Linked DNA regions of Sus scrofa: region 2 is linked to region 1. A link is a contact called in public Hi-C data. All regions are on one chromosome and are shown on one strand. The core of a region is the stretch at or near the end of the contact, and the rest is flanking DNA. Distances in the headings are between cores, read along the strand shown.

Region 1 (6,314 bases), core at 1,644-4,143:
ATTATTGAAAGAACTGCAGACTCCAGAGGGAGGTGATTATTTCCAAGTAGAGGAGTTGGAGGCAGCTCCGTGCAGAAGGTGACTGCTGGCACCAAACCTTGGAGGATGTCTGGCAGCTAGAACTATATTTTGAATATTCAGGAATTCAGTTTCCTTGATACGGCCTGAGTGGAAAAAGAAGAGCAAGAAGGAGGTGGGTGAGGAGAGGAAGACATCACCCAGTACACTGAGAGGCATTTTTTTACTGGCACATGGAAGTTCCTGAGCCAGGGATCAAACCCGTGCCACAACAGTAACCAGAGCTGCTGCAGTGACAACACTGGATCCTCAACTTGCTATGCCACGGGAGAACTCCTGAGAGGCATTTTTGAGGATACCTGTCCTTAGCACAGGAGGTCAAAACCCCAGCTTCCTTCACTGAAGCCAGGCCGTTAGCTTTATTCTGCTGTGCAGGGGCAGCCGGAGGCCTTCCTGAGGGGGCCGCGTGGACAGTGGCAGGTAGGACATTTGGCCACTCGTTCACTTAAAAATCTAGTCCCGTTGTCTGGCTTTGAAAACCGTTTTAGGACAGTTGCCCATCTCCGCTTCTTTCATGGGATTGCCACTTGACCAGGTTCCCATGCTGTCCCCTAGATAGCAGGTTTGGGGGCTAGTGTGACCCAGAAGGCACTGGAGTCTCACACCACACCACAGAGCACACAGCTCAACACCCCTTTGCCTTTTCCCAGGCCAGATGCACCAAAGTGAAGTTCAGGGCCTTAGGCACTAGGTGGCAGCAGTGTGGCTGTGATGCCACTGGCAGTTCCTGGAGGCAAAGGGCTAAGGATAAACCTAAAGGCTTGTTTGCTTCTGGGTTAGAGCTCTTACTCTGAACTCCTGGTCTCTACTGCAGTCCTCGGCCTTTAAAGGACCACCCAGCCAGCTTGCTTACAAGTGTGACCCCATTCAGGGTCACAGGTACTGCCACTGCTCAGCTCTGTGATCTTAAGCAAATCCCTGCTGTAGAAGGAGGGTTGAGGAATGTAAGACAAGGGCCATCTGGTGCTAACGTCAAAGTTTGATTCTCATTTAAGGAGCCGCTAGGTAGTCTCTGAGCGGCCAGCGAGACTAACTCAGGTATTTGCAATAGGCCAAGGACGTTTAGGGTGGACAGGAAAGGGGGGAAAAGTGCTTTGATATAATGAGAGGCCCTATTAGCCTGTTCAGATTTAACTAGATGAGTTTATCTCTGTCCTGACAGTTGGTCCCTGAAATCCTTGCAGATTAGACAGATCTCTAGATGGACCACAGGGTATAGTCATGACAGGGGCTCAGCTGTGAGCCCCAGCTATCTCCAGTCTGGAAGGAACCTTGGAAGTGATGTAGCTACAAAAGGGTGAGGCACTGATACGTACTGAGTGCCTACTGCATAACTGACCTGCTAAGACATCTGAGTGCCTGTCTTGTGCATTGGTTAGGCATTTCTAAGTGCTTTCTCTCATTGCCCATCTGTGCAAATGTGGTATCATGGGGACTGTGCAGGCTTGGGTCCCATGCTGCTATCTATTAGCAGGCTGTCCTTGGGCCACTTACTTATTCTGTATTGGTTTTCTCATCTATAAAATGAACTTTGTAATCTGTTTCTAAGTGGAGACATGGACTCCAGGGGAGCTTCCCTCTTAGGTGATGATGTGGATTCAAGCATTCAGCCCAGTATCTGGGGCAGAGTTGATGCTGAGCCACTGCTCTCTCTTCTCCATGCAGTCAGTGGGTGTATTATTCCTGCTTTACAGGGCTCGCTATGACAAGAAGTGAGCATCTGGAAAAGATAACTGTTATCCTAGATAAGAGGTATTGAAGGTGGTTGCCATGGGGATTGTCATGTTTGCTGTATAGCACAAAGGGACGTGGTGGGAAAGGGGACAGCAGTAGAGAGGAGGGAGGAAAGGCAGTAGCATTTGGAACTAAGGAGCAAAACTTTTCTGAAAGTTACTGGTTAGTGAAGACGATGGCGCCCAGGGCTGGTGTGGTGTCTGGAATTAAAGCACAAGCTCAGCTTCGACCTCCCTTACAGTCCAGAAAGGGTGCTCTCCCAGAGATGACCTGTAGTGACAGTGACTCCTAGGGTCACAGGCTCTCTGATCCTCCAAGCCCCCGAGGGAAGAGGAGGTGCAGGATCAACAGGCCATGCCACTGCCCACAGCATACAGAGCCCCTGCTGAGTCCCAGGGGAGAGAAGGAAAATCATAATTTTCACCCTGAACCAAAGGAAAATGGCTGTGAGCACAGTCAAATGTGACCACAGAAGGAGCAAAGCCAGACCGTCCTTCTGGGTTGGGGAGAGGGACACATGGAATCCAGGGAGGCCTAGAGAAGTGAAGGGACCTGCCCAATGTCTCAAAGCCAGTCAGCGCTGGAATGCCAGGTCTTGGCCATGCGACTGAGAGAAGGAAAGAACCAGCTTTGCTGCTGGAGGAGGATGAGGGATAGTTCACAGTTGTCATAGTTAGAAGAATAGGGCAGCAGGGCTTTATTAGGTAGGTAGGTAGAAGTACTGTAAACCCAAGGAGTTTGCAAGATTGGAATATGGCTTGCTAGACCTCTAAAAAACTGCAGGCCTAAGGAAAGTGATTGGATTCAGTGGAAAGAATTCAAAGCATAAACTCAAATCTGCATAAGATTACCAAGAGCACAGTTCTGCTCAGTGTTATTTTTAGGAGAACAAAATACAAAAAGCTGTTCCTTTCCCTCAGAAAGTGTTTTCCTAAGCAGTATTAATAGCTTAGAAATTAGAAGCCACTCGTTTCTCCTTCTGACAACACCATTTTGAAGTATCACTCATCACAGGAGAGTCAGGCCTGCGTGGAGGAAAAGACAGTTTTAGGGTGGCTCACAGGCCTGGGCAGGCAAGGCTGCCGCCTGTTTGGCTGGAAATCGGTCTGCGATGTGGACATCTTAAGGGACAGAGTCCTGTGCTGTGTTCTGATAACGGACCCCTGGAAGCACAAGTGGTTAAAAACCAGCCTTCAAAATGAAGACAAACTAATCCTGAAACACAGTTCACCTGAAGTATTTGGATGTTCCTTAAAGATTAAAAAATGCTTAGGATTATTATAAATCAATATTTACAAACAAGTGTATTAAGAATAGTTTTGTTTCCCTGATTAAATACCTGGTTTTGGGATGTGTACAGCTGTGGAAACTGAATCTGTACTTGAACTTGTGGACTGTGGACTTCTGGGGTGTCTCCCTCTTTACACCTCACCCCTGTTTTCTGCAGACATATCCGGTCTCCAGCCTCCCTCCCTTTGGGCAGTAAGAGGCCAACTGTTGCAGAGTTGTGGTGTGGGGATGTCCATCCCACTATCACCTGGTATGTCCATGTGTTTTTTCACAGACGCCCCCAAGACAATTAGATTAATAGAATATTGTTCAGTGACTTCCAGCATGACCAGGAAATGCACCACCAACACCATTAACCCAGAGTTTTTAAAGGCGGATTAATGAACAGCAGTGCTCTCAGTAGGTCCATCTCATACCAAAAGTCAAAGCGTGGGTGGTAGATTGTCAGAGACTCAGAACAACCTCAAGGCACAGAGCCCTTCACCTTTACCTGACCATGCACCTGCCACCACGAAGGCCAAGGTCATTTTTCTGAGGAGGTATGGGCACCAGGGTCCAGTGGGGATCCCCCCCGCAATACACACTGAATCATGGGAGCAGCCAGGACTTATCAATTCTGCTTCTGTAGAATGTTTTCTGTCTTTACTGCCTCATTGACTGCTTGTCTGGACTGCCCTGCTCCTTTGTAACATACAACACCAGAACTACAAAATTGCTAAAAGATAGGAAGCCTAATTCCCTGGGCAAATACTTTAATATTTGAGGTCTTAAATAAGTTTTAGGAGTTCCTGTTGTGGCACAGTGGAAACGAATCCGACTAGGTACCATGAGGTGCAGGTTTGATCCCTGGCCTTGCTCACTGGGTTAAGGATCCTGCGTGGCTGCAGCTGTCTGTGGCCGGCAGCTACAGCTCCGATTTGACCCCTAGCCTGGCAACCTTCCATATGCCTTGCGTGCGGCCCTAAAAAGACCAAAAAAAAAAAAAAAAAAAAAAGTTTTAGAGCAATTTTAGTTTCCTGGCAAAATTGGGCAAAAAGTTCAGAATCCCCCCACTCCCACCTGCCCAGCCTTCCCCACTATCAACATTCAGCACTGGAGTGAACAAATGCTATTTTGATTTTTTCCAGTTGCTTCTCTTGCCAAGGAGTTATCTCCCCCTTGACTCCATTGAGTCCTCCAGCTTGTTCTGTCAGTCTTCTAGCACTTCTCTACAGCATAACCCTGTTACTGTTTTCCTACAGTGGAAGACACAGTGTGCTATTGTTTGCTTCAGTGGTCTCTTCGGTTATTCTGTAAAGCCCTAAAACCTCTGTGGTTTCATGTGGTCCTAACACAGCCCCTGGGAGGTAGCTGGTGCAAATGAGATTACCTCCATTTTTGGGAGGAGAAAACAAGCCCACAGAAGTCAGGTGGCTCGAGCAGGTCACATAACCATTTGGGAACCAGAAGCTAAGACCCTGGCACTTTTTGGAAATCAGGTAGTTGCCCTATTTGGGTAAGTCTCTCATTCCTTTCCCTTTAGCCATTTAGCATCTTCTTAATATGGATATATATGTGTCCTGCCTGGGGTAAGAGCTAGATGTTGAGGTCCAAATGCAGTTACCAGGCCAACTTGAGTTATTTTCCCTCTATCCCAAAACAGCCTGTCTTCTCTCAGCAGTAGGTGATCCTGGGCTTGCTGCATCTTCTTGGGAGGAGCATCCCTGGTCTCCATAGGGGAGATGCTTTGCCTGGCCACAGCTCTGAGTCTGTTCGGGGCCCAGCCAGAGAGAGCAGCATGGCAGTTTAGGAGACAGGAGGGAGAATGACTGAAGGGTTAAGTCTGCAGGGGCAGCGTCAGGTCATAACCCATAAGATACAGACCTGGGTGTAGATGGCCTAAGTCGAGTGAAGAGGGACACCAGAGGTGAGGAAGACCAGGAACTAGAAGACTGAACGGTCAATAGCTTTTAGATGAAATCTAGACATTGGAGTTGGGAAGGCCAGAAGCCAGAGGTCTCGGAACTAGCTTGTGCTAATGTGGTATGTGAATGTCCATGATGCTGTGGGATTGCTCGAAGTCTAACTCCTATACATGGGGAATGAGGGACCACTAATCATGAGAGACGATGACCAGAGGTGGAGGTAAAGTGCTTTAGAAGGAGAAATGAAAACAAAGCTCCTCTATGTGATTCGGTCACACAGAAGTCAAAACAGAAAAGGTTATTAAATCTAGAAAAGAATAGAGAAAGACAATCTTTTTACAAGGAAAGATTTAGAAAATGTGGTTCAAGGTAGCAAAGCATTTAAACAAAAAGACAAATTCAGGATATCTTAAAACAACCAAATTCTTTAATTAGAAAGCAACAAACATGCAAATGGCAAGTGTAGAAATTTATTTGAACCAACATTTTCACTATAATGAAAATTACTCTTCAACATTGATCCAAGCTCCCACATCTGAAGGTTAGGGAAAATATTGCACTTTGCATTTTCTAGCACTCCTCATACACGGCAAAAAGTTTTTAAAACATTTTGCTAGTTTTGTATTACACACGCTCCCAAATTCATGCACACAATCATTTCAAATCAATGTTAGGTTATCCCCCCAAAAGGGAAAAACTCCAAAAAAACCCATAACCTTTAAAATTGCACTAAAGCTCTGTAAAGGAAAAAATATAATAAATGTCTTATACAAATTTCAGAACATCTAAGTGCTTGCCAATAAGAGTTGATTATTCCTCATCCTCATTTTCATTCTCCTGACCAGAGCCTTCCGATCTGTCACCCTCCAGTCGGTCTGGAAAACACAGATATGAGACAGAAAGAAACACCTTTAATATTACAATTAAATAATTTTCAGTGCCTTTTACTTAAAATTAACTAGAATTTATGTAATTCCACACAGCATCATGTAAAAGTCAATTCACAGCTGTGTGTAGGTAAGTTATTTTTTTTTTTTTGGCCTCTAGAGACAAAAGACTAAAGGAAACACAGCATTATTAACTTTGAGTATTCATAACTTAAAAGATATGAAAATTATTTAAAAAAAAAAGCCAAACCCTAAAGATCTACAGCAGTGGTTTTCACACTGTTCCTTGGCACCTAGGAGCCCAAGGAGGTGTATCAGTTGTCACCAAGGGGAGTTTGAGGGAAGCTGTGTGAGAGAACCTGGGGACCATTCATGAGGGTCTGTGTATTTCTGTTTATAAAAATATTTCTTAAACATCTGC
Region 2 (6,314 bases), core at 2,159-4,658, 220 kb after region 1:
TTCAGAGTTTATAAAGTATATGTGTATATATGTGTGTGGATGTATATATAACACATTAATTCTCTCAGCAGTCAAACCAACCTCAGCAAGTCTAGGTTATATCCATCCTCAGATTGATAAACTGAAGTTCATGGAATGTAATTGGCTTGTCCATGTTTCTACACTTGGGGTGTGGCCTGAGAACACAGATTTCCTGATTCCAGAGCTGCTACCTCTTCCACTGCTCTGTGCTGTTTCTTGGACTTAAACTTAGTACTTTGCAGCCCAAGACCTTGGCCACAAGAGAGAGTAGATAGGAGGGTGCACACAGGTAGCTCTGTATAACCCACTATCCCTGGAGCAAAAGCAAGCCCCTCTCAGGCTCCAGCTCTACTGCTGATGATGCTCTAGGGGTTATACGAAGTTTACTAAAAAGAAAATAACATATGAGAGAAGTCGTGATGAAATTTGTTTCAGAGAGTGAAAATTGCTGCCTACCCCCCACTGGGCCTTCTAGATGTTCCAGTTTAAAGCTAACTGTCCACCAGCTGTGTTTATTCTCTCCCCCATAGGGCTGCTCCTTTCTCTGTGTCTTTGGTTTCCCTGGGGAAAAGGCACCTGATGAGGTCACTCATGCCTTGGAAAGTGCTGTGGATATATTTGACTTCTGCTCTCAGGTTCACAAAATCCAGTGAGTATTGACCCTGATTCCATCTGGTCCCTAACCCTGTTGTAGGTAGGGGGACACAGGACAAGAGTCAGGGAATAAGAAGGCAGGAGAAGGCTGTCCTTGACTGGGTGCCCTTCTGTCTGCATTCGTCATTCACTTAATGTACAGGCAGAGAGAGCCAACCTAGACCTGACACAGTAAGATGGGGGATGGTCAAGGCCAGATGGAAAAAGGACACTCCTAAAAAGTCAAAATGCATCAGGTTTGTACTGGGTTGTCTCTCTATTCTTCTGGCTTACTTCCTATTAGAGGTCGCACTCCCAATACCATGTTGGAATCTGGACTTGATTTTTAATAGCTGGGAGATAAAATGAGTCTTTTGGTTGGAAATTTATATATTGATCTGGCCTCAAGAAGATCCAGTGAGTAAAACTGTTAAGATAAGGTTTACCCACCTATTGTATAGCACAGGGAACTATATCTAGTCACTTGTGATGGAACATGATGGAGGATAATGTGAGAAAAAGAATATGTGTGTGTGTGTGTATATATATATATGGATCATTTTGCTATACAGCAGAAATTGACAAAATATTGTAAATCAACTATAATAAAAAAATTTTTTTTAAAGATGAGGTTTACCCATCCTCAATCCCAGCTGTCCAGGAGCCTAGTGCTCTCAGGCACCCCCTGCATGGGCATCCCTAGCTTAAGCACCCAGATGACCCTGACTTGCAGCCTACTCTGGTCTCCTCTAATAGATAACACTCCGTGCCCTAAATATTCCATATTCTCAGCCTTTAATCATCTCTATATGCAGCCATCCTGTGTATTAGCAAAGTTAGCTTTTGATGGCACACATTATATCTGAGCTGCTTCCTTTCAAATTAATGACTTTGTTCTTCCTAGCAATCACAAAATATAGTTAACTTGTTTACAACCACAGTCACTCTACACTGAAAGTCCATTCAGGGTGACCAGGTTATTGTCCAGAAAAATAGCAAAGATAAATATCAAAAATAGCAGAAAAGTGAACTGAGTTATCACTTTTAAGAACTTAGTTCTAGGTCTCAGGCCATGTACAGTTGCCCTAAACTAGCTACAAAGGGAAGAGAGTTATTTCTTAAAAATCCTTTCTCACCGCTCCCCACCCCATGCATCACCCTGTCCCTACCCTCCCTGCCTTCCCTGTGCTCATTGTCTTTATCTCTTTCCCTACAACTCTTTCTCCCCGGAGCCAGCACCGTTTCCATCGGCGTGGCCAGCGGGATTGTCTTCTGTGGAATCGTTGGACACTCTGTGAGGCATGAGTACACAGGTGTGCTCTTCTCCATCTTCCTCTCAGCAAACACTGTGCCTCGCCAGTAGGCTTTGTGGGAGGAAAGACAAAGACAGTGAGAGGTGGGCCCTGCCCTCGTAAAATTTATAATCTTCCAGATGGAGCCAAGCCACATGGAGCCTTGCCCCTTGACAGTTCAGTGATTGCAAAGTATACATTTCTGGGACTATAGTTGATTGTAAGAAACATACAGTCATTAGAGGGGAGCAGTGGGAGACCATAAGCTTATGGAACAATGAGCCCATTGTTAATTTCCAGTTAACATTAAACAGCTACTCCTCTTAATTCCTGGGATTAGGTTAGGACTGCTTCTTAAAAATTATGTCTATTGCCGCTACTGCTATATAGTATTAATCTTAAAAGGAAATAGTAAGTAGGTGTTATCTCAAGGTTTTACTACTCTTACTTTCCTTTTCAATCCTATTAGGATTCTAAATGTTCAGAAATAATACATCGAAAATACTGAATGTACCTAAAATTCTGAAATAGTTGTGTCTCAAATGATACAATGTCAGATCTTCAAAATAATATGGGGGAGAGAGTAGGAGAGACTGGGAGTTTGGGATTGGGATTGGTAGATGCAAACTATTACATTTAGAATGGATAAACAGTGAGATCCTACTGTATAGCACAGGGAACTATATCCAGTCTCTTTGGATAGACCATGATGGAAGATAATATAGAAAGGGAGTGTGTGTATAGAAAGGGAGTGTGTGCTATATAGCAGGAAGTGGCACAACATTGAAAATCAGCCATAGTTTAATTTTTTAAAAATGGAAAAAAATAATACAGAGGGAAGAGTGGATGGGAGTGAGGATGAGGCAGGACTGGCCATGGGTTAATGGCTTTGTGACTTGAGTGATGGGTATGTAGAGATTCGTGATACCATGCTTTATTATATGGTCATATTTCCCCTACAGTATACTGTTTCTTTTTAAAGGAATATCTTAATCAGGAATATTCAAGTTTATCTTAAAGTACAGCATTTATTAATACCTAATTAGTAGTAGTATTAACTGAGGGATTACTAGCAGCCCAGCACTGTTCAGAGTCCTTTATGTGTATTAACTCATTCATCTTCATAAATTATGTCAACCTCATTTTATAGATTAGAAAAGTGAGGCATGGAAGAGTTCAACTATTTTGTCCAAGTAATTTGCACATAGTAGCTAGAAGTAGAGCTGAGGTCCAAACCTGCACAGCCTGGTTTCAGCTTCTGTACACTACCGAAGCTACATCTGTACTACATCTCTTAAAACACCCCCTGAACCAATCCTATACAGATACACCCCTTCACCCCTTCCAGCCCCATTTACCCACTCTTAAAAAAAAATAACTAAATGAAGGTTCATCATGCACAGGAACATACAGACCCAATTTTGTGCCTCATTTGAAAGTCAGTGTGCCACGCCCAAGCTTGTGCTTATCATCTTATAGCAGAAGACCAACTATACTTAATCTGAGGGCCCTCAGGCCGTGTCCATTATCTCACTTGCAGAATCCTCTCTTTATTCAAAGCCCTTCTATCCCTGAGCAGATCGTCCCCTTAGCCCCCTAGATGGCCAATTGAGGTAACTCCCTGTATATTCTATAATAGCCCTTGGCTGAATCTGGGTACTTGAAGTTGAGATTGCTGTGTCATCCATGAGAGACAAACAGCATAAAGGGTAAAAATGCCATTTGGGGACAGTATGCCTGAGGTTACACCCAGTTCAATGGCTGTTTTCTCCCTGCTCCTTGTCCTTCTCTCTCCTTTCTATTATAGTCATTGGTCAGAAAGTCAACATAGCTGCCAGGATGATGATGTACTACCCAGGAATCGTGACTTGTGACTCCGTCACCTACAATAGCAGCAACCTACCAGCCTACTTTTTTAAAGAACTTCCAAAGAAAGTTATGAAAGGTGTTGCAGATTCTGGACCAGTATATCAGTGTTTGGGCCTTAATGAGAAAGTGTGAGTGTGGGGTACTGATCTTGCAGTATTTTTTAGTAAAGAAGTGGAGAATTATACAGCAAAACAATACATCACCATTTCAGATTCAAAGCCAGTTCATGGAATTGAAATCTGTTCCTTCTCCTGATCAAGGCCCATATTTAAAATTCCTTCAACTCCTCCATCCTGCTGATGGTATAGCATGGTGGAAGATCCTATTCTACCTTCAGTTCTGAGACTATGAGGATAATTCTTCAAAGGTTGTACAGAGGGAATAGAAAACCCCCTCATTTGCTCACCTATTTGGACCCAGATGGACTGTTAACTGTTGATCATGTCAATTGCATGCTCAGGCATTGATAAGGCTAAAAGAATAGAAGATATTACTCCTCCCCTAGGGGTTTAGTGAAAGACATTCCCCCAAATCCCAACTCTGTCTCACTTTGGGGCTTAAAATCTCTCAGTATCTTCCAACCATTTTCATGATAATGTTCAAATTCCTTGCAAGGACATGCAAGGTAATCACCTGCTTTTCCAACCTCCTCTCCTTCTGTGCCTCTTCCTCTGGGGAGTCTAAGGGGATCATCCTCTCTTTTACTCATTCCATCCCCAGTCTACAGGGAAAATCACATCAATTTCTGAAGTCCAGCTCAAGGATCTGTTCCCCTCAGAAGCTGCCTCTGGAGGCTACCCATTCCCAGCTGAGACAGTTTAGCTCTTTCCTGCTCTGTGCAACTCTGTAGCACACTAGAACACTCACTACTCTCCTCACAACCACTGACTTGAGTGCTTTCACTTACTACACTGAGAGCTTTTTGAGGATAGTGATTACTTCTTGTTCATTCTTATATCCCCAGTAGGCATCGGTAATGATGAATACATGAATGAACAGCATAGAAAGCACTGCATAGTAGTGCTTTGTAGACGGAAAGTGAAAGGACATTATTCTTTACATTAGCAAGTTAGAATCTAGGTCTTAAAGGGTCAGATAAGAGAATCAGGGCTGTAATTGGTTCACCTTTGTATTCCCAGGGCTCAGCACTGTTCTTGGCATGTGTAGATCATCAATAAAATGCTGTTCAAATAAATTAATGAAGAATAATTTTTTGTGAGCCCTTATTAAATATTAGGTACTTTACTTCAATATCAACTATATAATGTAGAAACTATCATTAATCCCATTTTAAAAATTTAAATCCTGAGACTCAGAGATGTTAAATGACTTGTCCCTGGTCATAAATCTAGTAAGCAATGGAGCCAAGTTTCAAACTGCCACAATAATGCTGCAAAGTAGTTACCCACAAAACCTCAGTGGTATACAACACTAAATGTTTACTTATCTCAAGAATATGCGGGATTCAATTGATCTTAGCTGGATTTGACTGATCTTGCCTAGGCTTGTTCACATGCCTGGGGTTCAGTAAGTTGTTGGCTGATACAGGATGACTGCCCCATGAGATAACTGGGAATTTTGGCTGACATAACTGGGACAATTTGGCTCTACGAGTCTCATATTAGGCTAGCCCAGGCATGTTGTCATGGCAATGTCAGAAGACCAAGAAAGAGCGAGCCCAATGCACAAGCATTTTTCAAGCATCTGTGTTGTGTTTGCTAACAACCCACTGGCCAAAACACTCACAATGCTGAGCCCAGAGTGGGTGGGCACTGCAAAAGCACATAGCAAAGAGCATAGATACAAGTAGGGGTAAAGCAGTGAGGCACTTAATGCAGTCACTATACCACAAAAACTATCTACACTTTCTGAAACTACCAGGACTGTCTGATCCCAACCCTGCCCTCTTTATGGGTTCTCTGTCCCATCTCTGTAAATAAGAGGCTGTAGAAATACACATAAAATATGAACAGAGAGAGCCTGGTTCCTATCCTGAAATCTAATAGGAAAGACCAACATACACAAAATTGGCTGTATATAATTACATGGGAGACTTTGGTATGCGCTGTAACAGAGGCATAACAAAGTAGTATGATGGTGTAGTGAAGAGAATGAGCCATTAGTCTGAAAGGGCCCCTGCGGGAGATGATGATATGCAGTGGGCAAGCATACGCCTCTGGCCTAGCCACTAGCCATGGGATCTTGTACAAGTTCAACTCTCTGTACCTCAGGGTTTTTTTATTTGTAAAATGGACACAATAATAATAATACCTTCTTAATAAGGTTTTTTATCAGGAGTAAAGGAAATAATACATAATAAAGCACTTGAAACTGTGCCCGGCACATAGCATGTTCTCCACGAAGGTGAGCTATTATTGTTTGAGGAATTAGTGAAATCTTTCCAGGATGTAAAAGAGTATAGCACATCAAACTTTACTGGGTCCCACAATGAGTGTCTGATTTCCCTAGAAAGGGGTCAGTTCTACCAAGGCAGACTCA

What was found. A called contact is a pair of places that touch in the nucleus more often than the background predicts.
Region 2: a Hi-C map of fetal liver shows a contact between it and region 1, with 2.1 times the contacts expected there. A contact is called at or near these places in 1 of 47 Hi-C or Micro-C datasets (fetal liver) and 1 of 2 datasets of targeted methods (skeletal muscle).

The regions. Positions count from the first base shown.
Region 1 is chr4:82,906,163-82,912,476 of Sscrofa11.1, forward strand. It overlaps GPR161 (G-protein coupled receptor 161), which reads left to right. Exons shown (of 6, transcript XM_021089473.1): 6 at 1-3,167. DCAF6 (DDB1- and CUL4-associated factor 6) reads right to left here. Exons shown (of 19, transcript XM_021089469.1): 19 at 5,414-5,881. The coding sequence ends at 5,817. Among named protein-coding and RNA genes, the nearest start is that of GPR161, 64 kb to the left of the region's middle.
Region 2 is chr4:83,124,008-83,130,321 of Sscrofa11.1, forward strand. It overlaps ADCY10 (adenylate cyclase 10, soluble), which reads left to right. Exons shown (of 32, transcript NM_001204392.1): 9 at 552-670; 10 at 1,891-1,967; 11 at 3,754-3,943. Among named protein-coding and RNA genes, the nearest start is that of ADCY10, 22 kb to the left of the region's middle.